2 separate regions of the Macaca mulatta genome follow, and region 2 is linked to region 1. A link is a contact called in public Hi-C data. All regions are on one chromosome and are shown on one strand. The core of a region is the stretch at or near the end of the contact, and the rest is flanking DNA. Distances in the headings are between cores, read along the strand shown. Region 1 has its middle 20 kb from the start of YWHAH-AS1. Region 2 holds the start of PISD (phosphatidylserine decarboxylase).

Region 1 (2,823 bases), core at 224-2,723:
CATACTTTTCATGATGTCATGTTGTCTTTAGACAGGGGCTGAAAGCCTGCCACTCCAGGTCTTCCTTGGTAAGACCTCTTTCTTTCTTGACAGCCAGCCTTTGTTCAATCACCTTCTTTACATTTGCCTTTTAAGCCAGATTGGTCTTTTTTGCTGCCCCACCTGCATCTCCAGGCAATCTGGACCTCAATGTGCTTCTTACTCCTAAACCTTGGAGCTCCTTCACTTTAAAAAGTGAGGTACTGCAGTTTACAGTATAACTCAAGAGATGGATCAAAGCACCAACTGGAATCTTTCCAGCTGTACCCAGTTTGTTCAGCCTGCTCTTACTTTTGCTCAAGCCGTTACTCTCCCGTCTGGCTTTCTTCTCTTGCCCTATTCTAATTCTATTTATGAAATCTTACCTCCTCCCTGTCAGCTACTGCAGTCCCTTCTTTGGGATCCAGTACTGTGGGTCTGTACCACACAATGGCATTTATCTGTCTTCATTCATTCAACAAACACATTGAAGAGCTGCCACTACAGGGTAGACACTGAGCAGGTGGCTGGAGACACCTTAATGAATTACACAGACATGGACCTTGTCTTTGGGGGACTAACCCTAGTGTTAGAGTGGGGAGATACAAAAAAAGTGGGAACAATACATTAAAAAGATATAAAGTAACTGTGAAAATGTCACTCACGTTCCTCTCCAGGCCTAGCACATAAACTCACAGTAATTAATTCATGAATAACTCATTGATTAGAGGCCAGAATTTTTAAAAAGAAATGACTGAGACTGGGCATGGTGGCTCACGCCTGTAATCCCAGCACTTTGGGAGGCCGAGGTGGGTGGATCACGAGGTCAGGAGTTCAAGACCAGCCTGGCCAACATGGTAAAATGCCATCTCTACTAAAAATACAAAAATTAGCCGGGTGTGGTGGTGCACACCTGTAATCCCAGCTATTCGGGAGGCTGAGGCAGGAGAATTGCTTGAACCCAGGAGGTGGAGGTTACAGTGAGCCCAGATTGTGCCACTCCAGCCTGGGCAACAGAGCAAGACTCTGTCTCAGGAAAAAAACAAAACAAAACAAAAAGAAATGGCTGAAAGGAATCTTTTATTCCCCCACCCAAACCTGAGAGTCACGCAGCCTTGGGCTTGGCTCTAACGTTACCTGCCAACTGGTGGTGAGACCTTGAGCAAGTCCTGGCCTCTCAGCAGCCTCTGTAAAAATGAGGTTGTTGCATTTAGTGGTCTCTGGGGACCTTTCCATTTCTGAGATTCTGTATATTATTTTCAACTGCTCTGGGATGGTCCCCTTCCTCTTCCTGGTTTTTTCCTGCATTCCTCCCCCTCCCCCTTTCCTTCCGCTCTTCACATTTGTCCCTTCTGTATCCGCCCTCAGCCCCCATTTCCTGGCCACCCCCCAATTCCACCGAGATAGTTACCATGGAAATCATCTCCTGGAAGTGACATCACACATCTCCTAGGCAACTGTTTCCAGGACAGTGACATCATTTGATCGCCATGGCAACCCTCCAGAAGGCCACTTCTGCAGTGAAATGGGCAGACAGAATTTTTATGTTTTTCTGGAGATTGAGGGCAATGCAGGGAAATATTAACAACAACAACAAAATCTCAGGAGTTAGAAGAAAAAGCTTTGAACTTTGCACTTGTTGGGGGCAAGTGGGAAACCAGTGTGGGGCTGGGACAGAATAGAGGCTCGGGGCGAACCCCTTCTCCTTTCCAATAACTACGTTGATCTTATGTCATCAAATTGGGACATTTGAGAGTGAACAGGACACCATTATTATTGTGTGGGAAAGACAAGTGAGCCTGGCCTCCCCAAGCAAACCAGGGCATGTGGCTCCCTGCCCATAATCTTCCTTCAGCTATGGCTCATCCAACAAGCTTTGATTCAGTTCCTCCTGTGTATGGCTACTGGGGATACCACAGCGAGTAAAACAGCCCAGATCCCTGTCCTCATGGTGCTCAGGGTCATGTGTCTGTGGTGGGGTGAGGGTGATCCCACAGTCACCCAAATGCACACAGTGGTATGGACTGGGCACGGTGCTCAAAAGGGAGGGCACTTGAGGGACATGTTTTTTTTTGGTTTTGTTTTGTTTTTTTGACGCAGTCTCTCTCCGTTGCCCAGGCTGGAGGGCAGTGGCGCAATCTTGGCTCACTGCAGCCTCCGCCTCCCAGGTTCCAGCAATTCTCCTGCCTCAGCCTCCCAGGTTCCAGCAATTCTCCTGCCTCAGCCTCCCAGGTAGCTGAGACTACAGGTGCTCACCACTACACCCAGCTTTTTTTTTTTTTTTTTGAGATGGAGTCTCACTCGGTCACCCAGACTGGAGTGCAGTGGCGCAAACTTGGCTCACCGCAAGCTCCACCTCCCAGGTTCACGCCATTCTCCTGCCTCAGCCTCCCGAGTAGCTGGGACCACAGGCGCCCGCCACCGCGCCCGGCTAATTTTTTGTATTTTTAGTAGAGATGGTGCTTCACTGTGGTCTCAATCTCCTGACTTTGTGATCAGCCCGCCTTGGCCTCCCAAAGTGCTGGGATTACAGGAGTTAGCCGCCATGCCCGGCCTAATTTTTGTATTTTTGTAGAGATGGGGTTTCAGTATGTTGGCCAGGCTGGTCTTGAACTCCTGACCTCAGGTGATCCACCCACCTCAGGCTCCCAAAGTGCTAGGATTACAGGCATGAGGCACCGCGCCCGCCTGAGATTTTTTTTTAATGCAAACAGGATTGTTTCTCCCACAGCTCAAAACATGTCCACAGGGCTTCCCAGTGCTCAGAAGATGGAGGCCTCCAAGGTCCCTGCTGCCCTGCCCATG
Region 2 (2,806 bases), core at 216-2,715, 310 kb before region 1:
ACAAAGTCTCACTGTGCCGCCCAGGCAGGAGTGGGGTGGCGCAATCTTGGCTCATTGCAACCTCTGCCTCCCAGGTTCAAGCAATTCTCCTGCCTCAGCCTCCCAAGTAGCTGGGATTACAGGTGCCTGCCACCACGCCCAGCTGATTGTTGTATTTTTTTAGTAGAGACGGGGTTTCACCACGTTGGCCAGGCTGGTCTCGAACTCCTACCTCAAGTGCTCCACCCACCCTGGCCTCCCAAAGTGCTGGGATCACAGGCGTGAGCCACCGCACCTGGCCTATGACACACTTTAAATGAATTCAGGGTTGACTCATAAACAGCGCGCCTGCTAATAACATTGAAAACAAAGCCTTCTGCCCAAATTCTAACAGTTACCACCATAATGCAGAGCCCTCTCCTAAGAGATAATCATTTCTGTACAGTTAATGATGAAAATGTCACACTTTCATAACAAGACCAATGACGGTTACTGTTCCCCCCTCAGTCCAAATCCGGTGTCCTTCTCCTCCCAAAACTACAATAAGTTATCCTCTGATCAACGCTGACAAAATGAACCCTGTAGGAAACACACAAGTATGACGCATCTCTCAAATCTTAGCTCTTTGAAATGACACCAGGCAGCCGACTCTGAGTCACAGATACCAACATTTTAACCCATTTTCTGACAGTCCAAATGCTCTATTTTCTGTATAACAACTGTCCCCACAGTGGGCAGCCTGAGAGAAAGATCGTCGCGTGAGAGAGAGGTACCTTGATTCCTGGCTCTGCTACAAACTGGCTAGGTGAACTCGAGCAAATCCCTCCCTCTCTCGGAGCCCCAATCTCATTAACTCCAAAGAGAGACAGCTGGACTAAGAAGACCCCCTCAAGTCTCTTCAATTTCTAAGAACCTAACAGCTGGGGGTCACAAGGGTAACCAAGACTCTAGCCCCATAACAGACTGTTTTGAGATTACTTAATCCAACCCTCGAGCTTCAAAGACTAAGATCCAGAAATGAAAGTAGCCTGACACTCAATCTAGTGCCCTTCCCACAAGACATCCCTCCTTCTACAAAAACGAACACATGAGAAAATGGCATCTGAACATCTGAAAGCCCTGCCTCGAGTCGAGTGACGGGCAGGAAGCCTATTTCATCTGGTTTTGTCCCTCGTGAACTTCCACCTAGCTGGAAAGGGCAAAGCGAGACTTTCTAGGCCACACCTTAACTAAATCCGGACCGCCCTAGACAGGAGCAGTCGCACCTGCTTCTAAGCTCGAGGTGAAGGTAGCTCCGTCTCCACCCAAGCTCGCCTCAGAGCGAGCCCGCGACAGAGAAACATCTCTCTCCAGACCCCAGCTTGGTCCAGATTGCCCCACGCCCCAAGGCAGTCTCTCCGCGCTGCTATACCTGCTCCGCCACGGCGCGACCCCGTGCAGTAATCGCAGAAACCGGTGCACCACGGATGTCGCCATCTTCTCTCCTCCCGCTCAGCGAGCCAAGCCCCCTTCACACGCTGGGCGCACGCCTAAGGCGTCACGAGTCTCGAGTTCACTGGGCCAATGAGAAAAGCGCGGGCTGGGGGCGGAGCCGACTAAGCTCCGCCCTGTGTCTACTACCCACCCCATCCGCTTGGCATCTCCGGAGCTGGGGTAACTAGTGCGGGTGGTGGAGCTGTCGGTTTCGCTAAACCTGGGCTTGGTCGCAGCACTGCCACTCCTCCTCCTTCCCTCTGGCGTGCTTTTCCGTATGTACCTGGAAAATCTGAGTCATCCAAGGTCCAAGAATGTCGTTTCAAGTGATCGAACTTGCTCATTTTACAGATGGGGAAACTGGGCATCCATGACTCAGCTCTCGTTTTCTGAGTGCCAGAGTGTGTTGTGAGCACTTTGCATGCATGGTGTAACATCATTCTTAACTCCTACCGCTGTGCTGCCAGGGAGACCGGGGACAAACGGTCTTGGATCACCCAGAAATGCAACCAGTCGTTAAATTCGGTGCCTGGTGCTTGCTCTTAAAAAGGTTCCTATCTTCAATTGTAAGAGGAAAACGAGTTTTCAATCGTGTCTGCTACTTTTTACTGAGCACTGACCAGAGACTCGTGGCTAGGACCGAAACATTATCCCCATTTTAAAGATGAGGTACCTGAGGCTCAGAAAGGTTAAGCGACATCTTCAAGGGTACATAAAGGGCACATGCTCAAAGACTATAAAATAGTGAAGCCAGAATTGGAACATACGTCTCTGACTCCAAAAACCATGTCCTAAACATTCTTCCTATTTTTTTTTTTTTTTTTTTTTCCTGAGACGGAGTCTTGCTCTGTCGCCCAGGCTGGAGTGCAGTGGTGCAATCTCAGCTCACTGCAAGCTCCGCCCCCCAGGTTCACGCCATTCTCCTGCCTCACCCTCCCGAGTAGCTGGGACTACAGGCGCCCGTCACCACACCTGGCTAATTTTTTTTTTTTTAATTTTTCGTAGAAACGGGGTTTCACTGTATTAGCAAGGATGGTCTCAATCTCCTGACCTCGTGATCCTCCTGCCTCGGCCTCCCAAAATGCTGGGATTGCAAGAGTGAGCCAACGCGCCGGGCCTAAACATTCTGCCTTTTAAGCCCTTTGCCTAGAATCTGGCAGAATTTGGGTCCAACAACTGCAGGAATACAGCGCTACTTTTTCCTCTGCTAAGCTGATAATCACAGTTGCCTTCACCAGGCATTTGACAGGAGGAGGAATATGCTCCCTGGTGCCTGCAGTTATTTCTGTGTAGTTGGCTTAAGTTCAACTAGGGCATACTCAGCTCCTACAGAGAGCTTAGAAGGCACCAGGTT

What was found. A called contact is a pair of places that touch in the nucleus more often than the background predicts.
Region 2: a Hi-C map of fetal cortex germinal zone shows a contact between it and region 1, with 3 times the contacts expected there. The contact joins the promoter of PISD here to the enhancer-like site in region 1. A contact is called at or near these places in 4 of 14 Hi-C or Micro-C datasets (cortical neurons, fetal cortex germinal zone, fetal cortical plate and 1 more).

The regions. Positions count from the first base shown.
Region 1 is chr10:19,537,966-19,540,788 of T2T-MMU8v2.0, reverse strand. No RefSeq gene overlaps it. Among named protein-coding and RNA genes, the nearest start is that of YWHAH-AS1, 20 kb to the left of the region's middle. Within about 2 kb of position 1,473, at least 9 of the 40 cell types and tissues checked have an H3K27ac peak or open chromatin away from gene starts, as enhancers often do. A contact at or near this core is called in fetal cortex germinal zone and fetal cortical plate, where this site is marked.
Region 2 is chr10:19,850,589-19,853,394 of T2T-MMU8v2.0, reverse strand. PISD (phosphatidylserine decarboxylase) reads right to left here and starts at 1,465. Exons shown (of 7, transcript XM_077950023.1): 1 at 1,391-1,465. The coding sequence starts at 1,455. LOC144331802 (a long non-coding RNA gene) reads left to right here. Exons shown (of 2, transcript XR_013399304.1): 2 at 259-1,472.